3 separate regions of the Sus scrofa genome follow, and all the other regions are linked to region 2. A link is a contact called in public HiChIP or PLAC-seq and promoter capture Hi-C data. All regions are on one chromosome and are shown on one strand. The core of a region is the stretch at or near the end of the contact, and the rest is flanking DNA. Distances in the headings are between cores, read along the strand shown.

Region 1 (4,306 bases), core at 1,675-4,174, 2.1 Mb after region 2:
GGGCTAAAAGTTGTAAATAAAAGGCAATGCTAAGGACAAGAAAAGTTAGTTCTGCTCAGCCCCCAAGAGCAACAAGGAGGAAGTACTTAGAAAAAACCACTGATCATCCTGCCAGTGCGAGGATCAAGAATGTGCCTTTCTGTGCATGTGGAGCAGCTGGCAGTCCTCTTCAGGTAGAGCAATTCCATTTTGGGATTAGGTCCCATGTATAACAACAACTGGCAAACAGCTCCTTTTTTTTGGTCTTTTTAGGGCCACACTCATGGCATATGGAAGTTCCCAGGCTAGGGGTCTAATCAGCGCTGCAGCTGTCAGCCTACAACACAGCCTACGCAACGACGGATCCTTAACCCACTAAGGGGGGGCCAGATATGGAACCTATGTCCTCATGGATACTACTTGGGTTCGTTACCACTGTGCCACAATGGGAACTCCCAGTTCTTCTTTTAAATGTTGGAAAGACCATTGTGCTCGAGTAATCTGCCCTACCAGAACAACAATATTCAACCACTGTGCATTTGGACACATTTCAGATTTTAGATTATGTAGGAACAAGCTTTTCTAGAAGACCTTTGGTTAAGTTGTCTTTTAAAGGCCTAAATTTCCCTTATGATTAAACATAAAACAAATGGTTTCCTATCTCAAGAAAGAAAATTAACAACTGTAAACATTAAACAAATTACACCAAGATCTGTAGGCATCATTTTCTGGGAAAAGATACATTTCATATTCTGCAACAAATGGGGCATATAATGTTTACAAAGTTCCTAAAAGAACATTCTGTCAAAAATTAGCTTACTTACAATTTAATGCTGCTTTTGGAGAACAGAACCTGCTCACTGAACCAGCCTCAAATAAAATGTTAATTAGATCTCATCATAGCTTATCATTTAAGCCCCAAAGGAGGCAATAAAAGGAGTTAATATCTCTCCATTTGAGTTCTCTCAGGGTGATTGTGGCAAAATCTTCTATTTGCACCCCCATACAATGCCCCCCACAAAAGGAGAAAAAAAGCAACTATCTGGATTTGCTATGACTCAGGAATAAAAAGTTTCAAAGGTTTTTTAGCAAAGATCTGAAACTAGTACCTAGTATAGGTACCATCCAGATGTCGTTTACTCTCCCTTTGAGTAGAGAATATAGGAAAAAAAGAAAAAACTCTTCATGGTGCAAACCTACTCAGGAACTAATTCACCGATTATGGAAGATTAAAAAAAAATACACCATGCCAGAGAATACGATGCTTTCCTGATTTTGACAAGTGCCTAAAAGAATATAACTCTCAGTTCATGCTCAATATATCCGCTAAAGTACATAACTGCAATCAGTTAACTCACTGGGGCCAATGGTACTCCGGCCCCTTTCAAACTGAACTATGTACTGCTCTAACCACATTCTCTAAGAATCCATGAGGCAAATGTCTTAAATTCCAATAAATCTGAGATCCTTCTTTACAGCCTTGATGTTGGATTAGGCCTGTTAACCTCTTACAGCCAAGCTGTACCCTTAGCCTGCACCACACAACCTGCTCAGCTGAATGTTTATCAGAGGGATTTCAGATAATAGCGCCTAAATGTATATCACAGTTTGTCAGCACACCTACACAGAACCCAGAACAGAGCAGCATCTGGTGCCTGAGTGAACTTCTGTCCCAGAACCTGGAACACGAGAAACTTTTAAGTCCCCCGTGGATCAGGTAGCTAGGAAAGAAGGTACCAACACTCTCCTTAGAATAGTGAGTTAGGAAAGGCTGAGTCTTGGCTGCACCAGCAAATCTAACAGTCTTTCACGGGGATACTTAATTTGGATGTGCCACCCATTCTAAGGGGAACACAAATTATTCTCTCATCGCTTTGCACTACTTTGCTCTTTTCCTTACCAAACACCTTCCCAAAAAAAGTCAATAAATATTAGTTCAATATACGTGGAAGATCTATTTAGATCTATTTATTTTCACTAATTTTCAGCAGCATGTGACATACAGCATTTGTTTTGTATCTCTCTGAGCCCTAAAAATAGCGCAGCCATCCACCCCATACCAGACCAAGGCTTGAAGGAATACATGGGGAATTTAAGAAGCACAGACTATTCTTTTTCCTCTCCAGACATTCATCAAAGGCTTATAATTCTGTTTCTGCCTGGTTGACTGAACTTATGCCTACAGCATCTTTTCAAATTCGAAGTTTCAAAGACCCACCTTCCCCTACTCGGAGATCGCGTCCATATCCATCTCATCCTAGTATCACTCTTTTTTCTGGGACATTTCCCGAGGGATGAAAGGGTCTTTTAGCGCTTCTGTTCAGCCTTCGCCTCATCCCTTGCCCCCTCCCCACGAAGGGCTCACGTTTTAACTGCCGCTCACGCCCCCGGGGGGCGGGGGGGAGAAGAAACAAAAACGTCTCTAAAGAAGGATCTAGGTGAGGCCCCTTTTAAGCCAAACTCCAGAGTTAGCCGGTGCGGCCCCTGCCGGGGAAGAGCCACCAGGGCTGAATCTCTGCAGGCAGAAACCACAGCCCGTCGCCTGTAGGAGCGGCGCTGCCACCTACCTACTCGGAGACCGGAGGACAAGACCTGCGGGCTGGGACCCGGACGGCTGGCCGACAGTTCCCGCCACTTGAAAGAGAAGAAGCAGAAGGCGGGGTCATGCCCCGCTTGCTTCGCTGCACCGAACCGCTCCCCACACCTGCGAGTTTGCAGCGCTCCCGCCCTCCACGCCTGCAGCCACCACAGCTCGGCTGTATCAGCCGGCAGGGAAAAAACAAGCCGCGAAGCTCCTCCCTCTCCTCGTGGGCCTTACGTGAGGCCTCTCCAGCCAAAGGGAAGCGCAGGGGGAGGAGTGAGAGAAGCCCCAGTGACAGGCCACAACCTAGTCCGCCCGCCGGCGCGAGCGGGCAGCGCAGTTGCTGGGCCAATCGACAGTGTGGGTGGGAAGTGAAGAGGAGGGAGAAAGCGGAGAAAGGAAGCGTCCAATCAGATCGTGAGACCCTGGAGCGACGGGTCCTGCCGCCTGTAGTCTTCCGAGTGCGGCGCGCAGGGGGCGTGCCCACCTGGGCCAATCCGCGCGAGCCCACGGTGCGGAGCGAGCGCCTCAAATGCTCGGGTTTCTCAGCTGATTGTCTCCAGCCGAGAGTTGTTTTTTGCAGCTACCGAGCGGAGCCGCTGCAGGAGGAGCAGAGACCCCCGGGGGGGTGGGGCGGGGAGAGGAGGCGGGGTCCGGGGAGCCGCGGCTGCTCTCCGCGGGGCTCCAGGTCCTGTCACGGCGCTTCCTGGGGTTGGAGGTTGGGGTGGGTGGGGGGTCAGGGAGTCATCCTTCTTCCCCTCGACGGCGGCTCCGAGTCCGGCCCCTTCCTTCCCGCGCTCCCTCGCCCGCCCCACAACCCCCTCATGAGGGTGTCCGTGCCGGGTCCGGCGGCCAGCCGCGAGCCCTCGACGCCCGGCGGGAGCGGCGGAGGCGGAGGCGCCGTCGCTGCTGCCTCAGGCGCCGCGGTGCCGGGCTCGGTACAGTTGGCGCTGAGCATCCTGCACGCCCTGCTCTACGCCGCTCTCTTCGCCTTTGCCTACCTGCAGCTGTGGCGGCTGCTCCTGTATCGCGAGCGGCGCCTGAGTTACCAGAGCCTCTGCCTCTTTCTCTGTCTCCTGTGGGCAGCGCTCAGGACCACCCTTTTCTCCGCCGCCTTCTCGCTCAGCGGCTCCCTGCCCCTGCTCCGGCCGCCCGCTCACCTGCACTTCTTCCCCCACTGGCTGCTCTACTGCTTCCCCTCCTGTCTCCAGTTCTCCACGCTCTGTCTCCTCAACCTCTACCTGGCGGAGGTAAGGCGGGAGGACCGGCACGCTGGGCCGGGCGGGAGAACGGGGCCGCAGCTTTCAACTTGGGCTAGGGACCGGTGGGGGCTGGGGTAGGGAGGTGCGGACCGAGAGTCGCCCGGGGAGACTGAGGTACGCCCGGATTGTGTGCCAGGCTTCTCGCCCTAAACTTGAGCCGCCGATCGGCTCGGCGACTGAAGGGCTTGGAGGGGGATGAGTGAGTGAGAGTGTGTTCCGACAACTTAAGAGAGCAGGACCAGCCTTTGTTCGGCGTCCTGGCCCTGTAAGGGAAGGTATCGGTGGTACCAACAAAGTGGCATCGCAAGAAGTAGCAGCCCCGGTAGCTCTGCCGAAGCTGGACTGTGTTGAGAGAGGTTGGATGCTGAGGTAGCAGCAGCTCTGCTGAAGCTGGACTGCTGCCAGCCATTACGTCACCAGGCAGAGCTGTTCCTCTGCTATTGTTGCTGCGTTTCTTTTATTAGAAGCTTATATTCCCTCCTGC
Region 2 (4,935 bases), core at 5-2,504:
GGGTGAAAAAGGCTACATGAGTACTCTCTGCTCTTTTTAAACTTCCTATGGATCTTTAATTACCTCAAAATAAAAAGTATAAATGAAACTTCACTCACCTTACTTTTCTTCTCTTAAGAAAAAGTTCCTAAAAGAACTGTCTACATACCCACACGATGAATCACTAAATCCTATTCCACTCTAACCCCTCTCCAATCTACTAATACATAGCAGCCAGAGTCAACTTTTGAAACATCAACATTTAATCACTTCTTAGAAATCCTCTAAAAGACTCCTAGCGGTCTTAGAACAAGGTTTCATACATAGTTAACACAAAAACCCTGCTGTGGTGCAGCCCCTCTCCACACGGTCTCTGTTCCTCTAAGCTCCAGTCACACTGATCTTGCTCACATTCTAGTTCTCTCAACAACCAAGAACTTTCCAGCTTTGAAACCTTCGCATAAACCATTCCCTCTACAGATAGCAGAGAAAGTCTCCAAACTTCGAATCACAGGATGCTGAATTCTGCAGGGTTTGCCTAGCAACTAACTGAGCTGCTTCTCACAGGGGCAACTCTATGCAGCATGTGTGTGCCAAGAACTGATTTAAGACCGGTTTCAGACCTTCCAAGTAAAACCATGGAGGCCAGCGAATAAACAGCCTATTTGATTGTTTACAGTGTGCTAGGTCCTTTAATCCCGCAAACGACCACCTACGCAATAGACTAGGATCCTATTCACAGCTGAGCCTTTAAGGAGCTTAAGTAACCCTCCCAGAGTGGACTAGGAGGTGGTGGATTTGTATTCAAAGCCTCAAGTATTCTTGACCTCTACTCAACACTGCCTTTCTTACTCTTTTCCTCACAGACACTACGAACGATTCCAGCAGGTAGCTCCTGGGATCAGAGGTTGGAGCCCGGGCTGCACAAGATCTCGACCTTCTCTCGCGCCTAGGACAGGGAAACAGAGCAAGGGCAGAGGTCCAGCACCAGGCACTTCTGAGAGAAGCAGCGCAAGCGGCGGGGGCGGGCCAGCGGCTACTCACCTGGTGCTGGCTCTGCGGCCACCTTGGCACAACAGCCAGAGGTTCCCTGGCGCGGGCGCGCCAGCAGCGAGGAAGCCTCCGGAGAAAGCCCCGCGGGCACGTCCGTAGACGCTGCCCAGGTAACGCAGCGCCGGCACCATCACCGGTGCCCCACTCCTACCCTGCCTCAAGCCCCAGAAGCGGCCCTGGATCCCAGCACTGCCCAAGTCCCAGTGCTGTCTAGCCCCGCCTCTTGCGCAGGGGCCAATGAGAGGCGCGCCTTTGCCTCACGTGGGAGCCGCCATTAATGGCCAATGGGCGCGCGCGGCAAAGGGCGAAGGGCAGGCCGGCGCTACCGTAGACGCCAGGGACGCTCACTCGCTCCCTCCCTCCCTTCGACGCTGTGAGTAAGGAGCTAGTCCCCGAGCGGGGCGGGACTAGGGGGTGGTTACGCTCTGCCTTTTCCCTTCTGCCCTAGCTGGGCAGACTGAAAATCTGGCGTGCCGACTCTCGCGTCCTCGACTTCGCTGCCGAGTGGACTCGGGGCCGCGAGAGAAAGTCGGGGGATGATTATGGAAAAAATTTTGGTTTGGGCAGGCCCAACAACCTCCCTTTTCTAGGCCCCGCCTTCTCAACCTCCCTCTGTCTGCGACTCTCGAAGCCCAGCCCCGCGTCACTCAAGGCCCCGCCCCGCACCGGAGGCCCCACCCCCTCTCAACCCCTCTCCACGTCACTCAAGGCCCTTTGCTGGGCACCGCAGTCTCCCACCCACGTAGGGGCGCTCGCTGCCCCGCCCTAGCTTCATTCGAACCGAGGGTCTGTCATGGCAACGCCTGTTAGCCTGCAGTTTCCTGGACTTCTATATATGGGCCTCCTAGCGCGTCATTCTTTCAGTCATTTATTGGTCCTTTAAATATTAAGAGGCTTGGTGAACCAGAGGGCTTGGTCTCTATAATTATTTAGCAATCTGTTTCCTTTTCTTAAATCCTGGACCGAGATACAGTTTTAAATATGCTGTGCGGGGCTAAGAATAGCGACTCACCTGTGCAGGTCACTTCAGATCTGTTTATCTGTAAAATGAAGGAAGTGGACTATGTGATCTTTGAAAGACCTTTGTAAAACTACGTGATTCTGTATCGCTATGCCTGTTTATCGCTATGCTCCCTATGCTTGATGGAAGTTTTTAATCTTTAGGGTCAGGACAGCTGAAGGGAACGAAAATAGAATGATGTAGCCTTATTGCTGGAAGGGCTTGATACCTCTCTGAATTTGGCTCCACTTATTAATCAGGTAGCTTGGGGAAGTCATTTCACCTCTTCGCCTCAGAACCTCCTCTGTGAACTAGGAGTTCTCCCTCATAGGGCTTTTTTTGCAGATTATATGATATAAGGCTTATCAGATGTTTAGCACAGAAAAGTGTTCAATAAAATGATGGCTTTTGTTATGTTTAAATGGTTTTATCACCTGGACAGTTGTACATATTTTCTTTATTTGTGAAGACATTGTGGAATGTTACCTGCTCGTTCATCACAAATGAAAAAAAAAGAAATAGTTTTTAGTTCGATTTTTCATTTTGAGCTAATTGTAGATTCCCATGTAGTTGTAAGAAACAGTCAAGTGATAACATCTTCTAAAATGATCATACAATATCACAACCAGGAAAATGACATCGACACAGGCCATGGATCTTATTCAGGTACCCCTCGTTTTACATGTATGTATGTAGTTCTGAATACTTCTATGGCATATGTATGTAGATTCTTGTATCCACAAGTCAAGCTGTAGCACAGTGCCATCACCACCAGGATCCCTCTGCTGGCGGGACACCCTCTTCCCCTTTCTCTTCTCCCTCTAAAGTTTTGTTATGTCAGGAATGTTATAATAAATGGAATTATATAGTATGTAATTTTCTGGAATTGGCTTTTTCACTCGGTGTAATCCCTTGAGTTCCATCCAAATTGTTGCATGTATTGATAGTTTATTCTTTATTACTGAGTAGTAGTTCATGGTATGGACATAACACAGCATGTTTAACCATTCACCCATTGAAGCTCTTTTTCAGTTCACCCATTGAAGCTCACCACATGTGAGCTCTTTCTAGTTTTTAGCTATTTCGAATAAAGCTGCTGTGAAAATTAGTGTACAGCTTTTTCTGTGAGCCTGTTTTTTGTATCTCTGGGATAAATGCCCAAGAGTCTAATTACTGGGTCATATGATGAGCACATGTTTAGTTTTGTGAGAAACTGCCAAACTTTTCCAAAGCGGCTGTACCATTTTACATTTCCAGCAGCAATATTGAGTAATCCAGTTTCTCCTCAGTGTCACCAGCTTTCAGTACTTTCACTATTTTTAATTTTAACCATTGCACAGGATGTAGTTGATTTTGAAGTATACAATTTGAGGGTCTGTGGTCAGGCTTTCATGGGTCACCCCACAGTAGTGACTTTATTACTCTGTGATTTTTAGCATGTGCTTCATAGATTAGCAAAGTGAAATAATTCAAAATACGTATGTTCTTTTTATAAAATTTTCTCTGCTTACCTCTCCCCTAGGTTTGACTGTACATTAATTTGTTTTATTTAGATAACTCAAATCACAAGCTCACCTTATATTCATTCACCCTGTAATGTCTTTGGCTAGAGACATTTGTATCCCAGTCAACACTCTTCTCAGTAAGAATTCATGCTCACCTTCCATGTAGGTCAGAACCAACAAGAAGTTAGTTCAATGAGTGTCAAGCAAGATTGGCCTAGGAGTTGCTTTGGGGACTTTTGCTTCTAACTCCTAATGAATTGCTCTGTTGTTCTATTTTAGTAGATTCTACACACTTTAGGAATAAGAATTGGCATCAACAATAGATAATTTGCAGTGAAGTGGAGTTATAATTTTCGGGGGGGAACTCCCCAATTCTGATACTACCCCACCCCTCTTGCCACACTTTTACTGCGGTCAAGAACAAATTGACCAGTTCCACCTTTTCACCACTAAAATAGCCCAACTAATTACATTTAATATGTTAAAAAAAAAAAAAAAAGAACCTCCACTTTAAAAAAAGATTTTGGTTTTATGCAAATGGGGGACTCTCAAACATACTCAGAAACACTTTGTACATAACCTATTTTGAGTCATAGATTAGAGGTCTGGCCTTCTCTCAGTCATAAACATAATAGCATCTTTTAGGAACATATGTTACAAACTTATGGCTCTAAGCTGTGTTATGATAGTAATAAAACTTTTTAAAATAATTTTAATTCCTGAATTATTTATCACAGCAGTTTAATTTTAGTGGTTATTTTTTAACTTGCTTTTAACTGGCGTCTTTTGATTCATTAGAGCAAAATTCACCAACTCACCACCAGAGGTCTCCTCTTTCCGGGTACAAAGCATTCCCAGAGGCAGCTGCTTGAATTCATCTGAAATTCCTGGTATCACTTAACAGAGACACAGTTGAGAAGCAAAAACCTACCATTTAGTTTTTTTCAGTTATTTCCAAGTAAAAACTTAATCTTCATATTTAAATATAATATCAAATTTTTTAGAGACCATATCTGGTCTCTGAATATGGGCCAAAATGAATCAGGTACTTCAGTTTTCACAGACCACTCTAATTTACCTGCTTAATGACCATTCTCTGGCTTTATCTCTCTGCCTGAAAATATATCAATCACTGAAGGTTATTAATTGCCAAGCATTTATTAAACTTGCATTAGGGGATAGCAGTGTGCTAGGTGATAAGGAAAATGGAAATAAGATGTGGTTCTTGCTCTTCTTTTGCTCTGCATACTTTCCTTTCTTCTGCCTAACTGGAAACTCTTAATCATCCTTTGAGACCAATCTCAAAAGACATCTCTAGCGTAAAGCCTTCCCCTCTTTTCTTTTTCTAGGTTCTCACAGAACTTGTCCACATGTCCATTGACATCTTATTCCATGTTA
Region 3 (4,504 bases), core at 40-2,539, 2.3 Mb after region 2:
GGTTTTTTTCTACAGTTTGTTGCTTGGCTGGCCCCTTCTTGCAGATATCTGTCCTAAAGTAGTTCTATCTTTCTCTCATTTTCCTCCACCATGGTTTCTTTTCATTATAATACAGTATTTATTACACTTTGAAATTATTATTTTTTATCTCCTCACCAGATCAAACCCTTAGTAATGCCTCATTCACTGAGTAAATAAATGAATACCCTACTCCTTCTGTATCCTGAAATCCTGTGATTTTGGAGAGACAGCAATGAGTGTTGGCTTGGAGAGAGATCTTATTTTTCTGCTCAGGAATTGAACCTGGGCAGCCTGGATAAAAAACCAGGAATCCTAGCCACTAGACTAGCTAGAGGTGAAAAGTAGAATTGCCCTAACTTTTGCCCCTTGTTGAAAGCAAGAACATTTCAGGGAGGCAAAGACTGTGAAAATAGGTATAAAGTTTATTGTTAGAGTCACAGTACAACATATGGGAAAGCACACAAAGAAGCAGTTTAAGTCAGAAGCAGAGAAGTAATACACACCCCAAAGAGGAGTGCGGGTGCAGGCGTCCCCTGAGTGAGGGGCACACCAGAGAGGTGATTTAAATCACTTATATAGCACAATTCTTCTGGATCTTTCTTTACCTTTGGCTAATTATCTTATTTATTTCTCACACCTGACTGGACACAGGACCCTTCCCAGTATATGTGCGTACCTTTTGGTAAAGATGGATTCCAAAGCAAAGTGTGCTAAGCAGGTATCAGGACTTATTATGGCCTGGTGCCTCCTCCTTTTCTGACCCCCTAGGAATCTTACTGTGCATGTGTAATTGGGGAGGTCTTCTTTACCCCAGGAGTGATTAAAGTGGTCATCTTATCTTTCTACTCCAGTAGAGCTCTGCTCCTGCAATTAACTTTTTCCTTGAAGTGCCAAAAAGAAACAAGGCCCAATTTGCTTGACCTAAGAAGTCCCAGCTGTTCTCAGCCCAGGGGCCCATCTACCTCTTACTTCACCTGGATATTATTGTTCTTTACCAAGAAGCTATCCTTGTTTTACTGAGAAGCCAGTAGAGCTATATATATTAGAGAGATATGTATATTCTCTATTTCACTTCCATCTCAGTTTACTACAGCCTTTTGTGGTTCCAAGAGGGCAGTGACTCAAGCATATCAAGGCTTCTCAGATACACCAGATCAGGGCCTTGCTTTACCCAAGCGGACCAGCAGGGGACAGTGTGGCCGGAGGCCTCCTTTAACTCACTGCGGAGCCCTAGTGAAGGAGGCATAGAAGTTCCGGAAGAGGAGTGCAGAGGCGGGCCAACCGGAAGGGGCGGGGTCGCCCGCAAACCCGCCCTTCCAGGGAGGCTGTTCTCCCTCGCCCCGCCCCTTCCCCCGCCCAGGCGGCCATGGCCATTCCCGACATCCCCTATGAGCGACGGCTTCTCATCATGGCGGACCCTAGAGATAAGGCGCTTCAGGACTACCGCAAGAAGCTGCTGGAGCACAAGGAGATCGATGGCCGTCTCAAGGAGTGTGAGTGCACCTTTCTTTCCATATAATCTCGTGTCTGAACTCGCTTCTGTCTATGACAAAGCAGAGGCCTTTGGCCGAGCTCGGCAGCCGAGCACCGGGAATGAGAAGGCCTCGGTCTGGGGACAAGGCGCTTTGTCATCCCTCCCTGTGCTTGAAAAGCGGAGCCTCTTCGGGCGTAGAAATGGCCCAGACTGGTCCAGGTGACAGAGAGAACACCCCCAGTTCTGAGATGGAAGTGTAGATGACCAGAGGAGGAGTGGGGAAGAAGTGGGTCAGGGATGTTTCCCAGTTTGAGGTAAGGAGTGCAGTGTTGTTGGAGTCCTGGGACCCGGAGCGGGGAAAAGAGTTAAGCAAACCAAAGCAAGAGATGAAACTCGGGAAGTTGGCTCGTTAGCGGAGTGGAAAGCCCAACACAGAGCTTTAGAGAGAAGGGATCCATCGGTCAATAATAGCCCTCCTCTTCTTTCGTCGTGTTTTGAGTAGTACTCTACATGGTACACAAAGTTCCCTTTCTTCCTGAACTGAAAAGATTGTTAGGATTTTTTCTTAGTGTACCGTCAGTGAAAAGCCTGAGTGATTTAATTAAATGGGGGAAGACCATAACCATATAATTTTGTGGAGCGCCGCACCTGTGGACTTCATATGGGTTAGAAAACCAGAGAGTAACAATCCGTGTGGGTAAGTGGAGAAGTGAGGAAGGCTCTAACTCTTTTATCATTCGAATTTGTGATCTCAAATTGAAAGTGTCAGAATGTCAATATCTGTTAAAAGTGTAACCTAAAATGTGCTCAAAGTAAGTATTTACGACCAAGAAAAGAAAAATGTGGTAATTTCTCTGCAACATTTCGTTTTTAAACATGTCATCTGCAAACGGTATTGTGCGTGTGTGTGTGTGTGTGTGTGGTTCGATAGAGTGGATATGAAATATATGTAAAGTGAAATAGACTTGAATTTAAGTAAAGTGAGACCTAGTGACAAACACACTGGCTAGGATTATTTAATTTAAAATATTCAAATTATATTATTTCAGTAAGGGAACAATTAAAAGAACTTACCAAGCAGTATGAAAAGTCTGAAAATGATCTGAAGGCCCTACAAAGTGTCGGACAGGTAGGTAATGGAGCTTGGGATGAGAGGGTGATGGTAATTTGCTTTGCTTTTTTAGTTCTTGGCAAAAAGTAATGCTTTTTTTTTTTTCTTTTTAGATTGTGGGTGAAGTACTTAAGCAATTAACTGAAGAAAAATGTAAGTGTATTAGATTGTTAATTGGTAAAGAAAAAAAGAGTAGACTCTCCTCCCACCACCATCTTTTGAAATGCTTATTATTTTTATAACTGTAATGAGGTAGATAACATTCTTGCATAGACTAAATTTTCTTTCAATTATTGTCCTTTGGCGAACAGAGATAAAACTCAACCTTCCATCAGTGTAGGTATATTCATTTTTTTTACTTTGTAGTTTTCAATTTGTTTTTTAATTTTCTTTCTCTAGTCATTGTTAAAGCTACAAATGGACCAAGATATGTTGTGGGTTGTCGTCGACAGGTAACAATTTATTTGTATAGTGCTTTATAACTGACAAAGCACTTTCCTCTAAGTTATTTAATTCTTAAGGTAAGCAAGTCAGGCATTATGCTCATAACTCCCAAAGGTAACTTGTTTAGACATATGTAATTGTTAGCAAAGCCTGAACTATGGATTTGACTCCTGGTAGTTTCTACTTTCTACTGAATTGCATTGCCTCACTAAGTTCTACACACTAAGAAATCAAAGAATTTTAGAACTGAAAAAATACCTCAGATTGTTTCTCTCTTTCTTTTTTTTTTTTTTTGGTCTTTTTTTAGAGCCACACCCATGGCATATGGAGGTTCCCAGGTTAGGGGTCAAATCAGATCTGTAGCCACTGGCCTACACACAGCCACAGCAACGCCAGATCCCAGCTGTGTCTGCTACCTACACTACAGCTCATGGCAACGCTGGATCCTTAACCCACTGAGCAAGGCCAGGGATCAAACCTGCGTCCTTATGGATACTAGTTGGGTTCGTTACCACTGAGCCACAATGGGAACTCCTCAGATTGTTTTAATGTTGACATGAAAGTATTAGACCTTATAAGTAATATTTTATATTTAAATATAAAAAATGTTACTTATATGGTACATATGTACAATGGAATATTACTCAGCTATGAAAAGAATGAAATAATGCATCTTGCAGCAATATGGATGGACTTAGAGATTATCATACTAAGTAAGTCACACAAAGACAAATATCATATCACTTATATGGGTATCTAATGAAAAACAATACAAAATAATTTATTTACAAAACAGAAACAGTCACAGACTTCAAAATTAAACTTTATAGTTACCATAGGGGAAATTGTAGGGAGCGGAGGGATGAATTGGGAGGAAGGGAAATACACACTACTGTATAAAATAGGAATTAACAAGAACATCCTATATAGCACAGGGAAATTTACTCAATAATTTGTAGTAACCTATATGGGAAAAAAGAATGGCTATATGTATAACTGATTCATCTTATTATATACCAGAAACCAATATAATATTATAAGTCAAATATACTCCAATAGAAGGGTTTTTTTTTTTTTTTGCTTTTTAGGGCCATACCCGCAGTATATAGAAGTTCCCAGGATAGAGGTCAGATCCGAGCTACAACTGCTGGCCTACACCACAGTGGCAGCAACACCAGATCCGAGCCTACACCACAGGTCACAGCAACTCCAAATCCTTAACCCACTGAGCAGGGCCAGGGTTCAAACCTATATCCTCATGGATGCTCATTGGATTTGTTACCACTGAGCCACCACAGGAACTCTGAATAAAAAATGGAATTTAACTGAGGGACTAGATTCAGTCTTCAGATTTTACCTACTGTATAAGTGGGATGACATTTTCTAAACCAAAATTTTATTTTTTTATTTTCATTTAGTTTTTTGCTTTTTAGGGCCACATCCAAGGCATATGG

What was found. Promoter capture Hi-C pulls out the DNA fragments that hold promoters and counts their contacts. HiChIP or PLAC-seq counts read pairs in DNA pulled down with a chosen protein or histone mark.
Region 1: an H3K27ac HiChIP or PLAC-seq map of skeletal muscle shows a contact between it and region 2, with 4 times the contacts expected there. The contact joins the promoter of TXNDC16 here to the promoter of ATP5S in region 2. A contact is called at or near these places in 1 of 47 Hi-C or Micro-C datasets (heart right ventricle) and 1 of 2 datasets of contacts at active chromatin or transcription factors (skeletal muscle).
Region 3: a contact with region 2 is called in a promoter capture Hi-C map of liver, with 12 times the contacts expected there. The contact joins the promoter of PSMC6 here to the promoter of ATP5S in region 2. A contact is called at or near these places in 1 of 5 promoter capture datasets (liver) and 1 of 47 Hi-C or Micro-C datasets (liver).

The regions. Positions count from the first base shown.
Region 1 is chr1:182,200,124-182,204,429 of Sscrofa11.1, forward strand. TXNDC16 (thioredoxin domain-containing protein 16) reads right to left here and starts at 2,925. Exons shown (of 21, transcript XM_021102004.1): 1 at 2,547-2,925. GPR137C (integral membrane protein GPR137C) reads left to right here and starts at 3,062. Exons shown (of 7, transcript XM_005659957.3): 1 at 3,062-3,810. The coding sequence starts at 3,385.
Region 2 is chr1:180,067,903-180,072,837 of Sscrofa11.1, forward strand. It overlaps ATP5S (ATP synthase subunit s, mitochondrial), which reads left to right and starts at 1,255. Exons shown (of 5, transcript XM_013993389.2): 1 at 1,255-1,405. The coding sequence starts at 1,270. L2HGDH (L-2-hydroxyglutarate dehydrogenase, mitochondrial) reads right to left here and starts at 1,266. Exons shown (of 10, transcript XM_001926818.5): 1 at 1,024-1,266. The coding sequence starts at 1,163.
Region 3 is chr1:182,327,781-182,332,284 of Sscrofa11.1, forward strand. PSMC6 (26S protease regulatory subunit 10B) reads left to right here and starts at 1,290. Exons shown (of 14, transcript XM_001928747.5): 1 at 1,290-1,514; 2 at 2,545-2,624; 3 at 2,720-2,759; 4 at 3,006-3,058. The coding sequence starts at 1,388.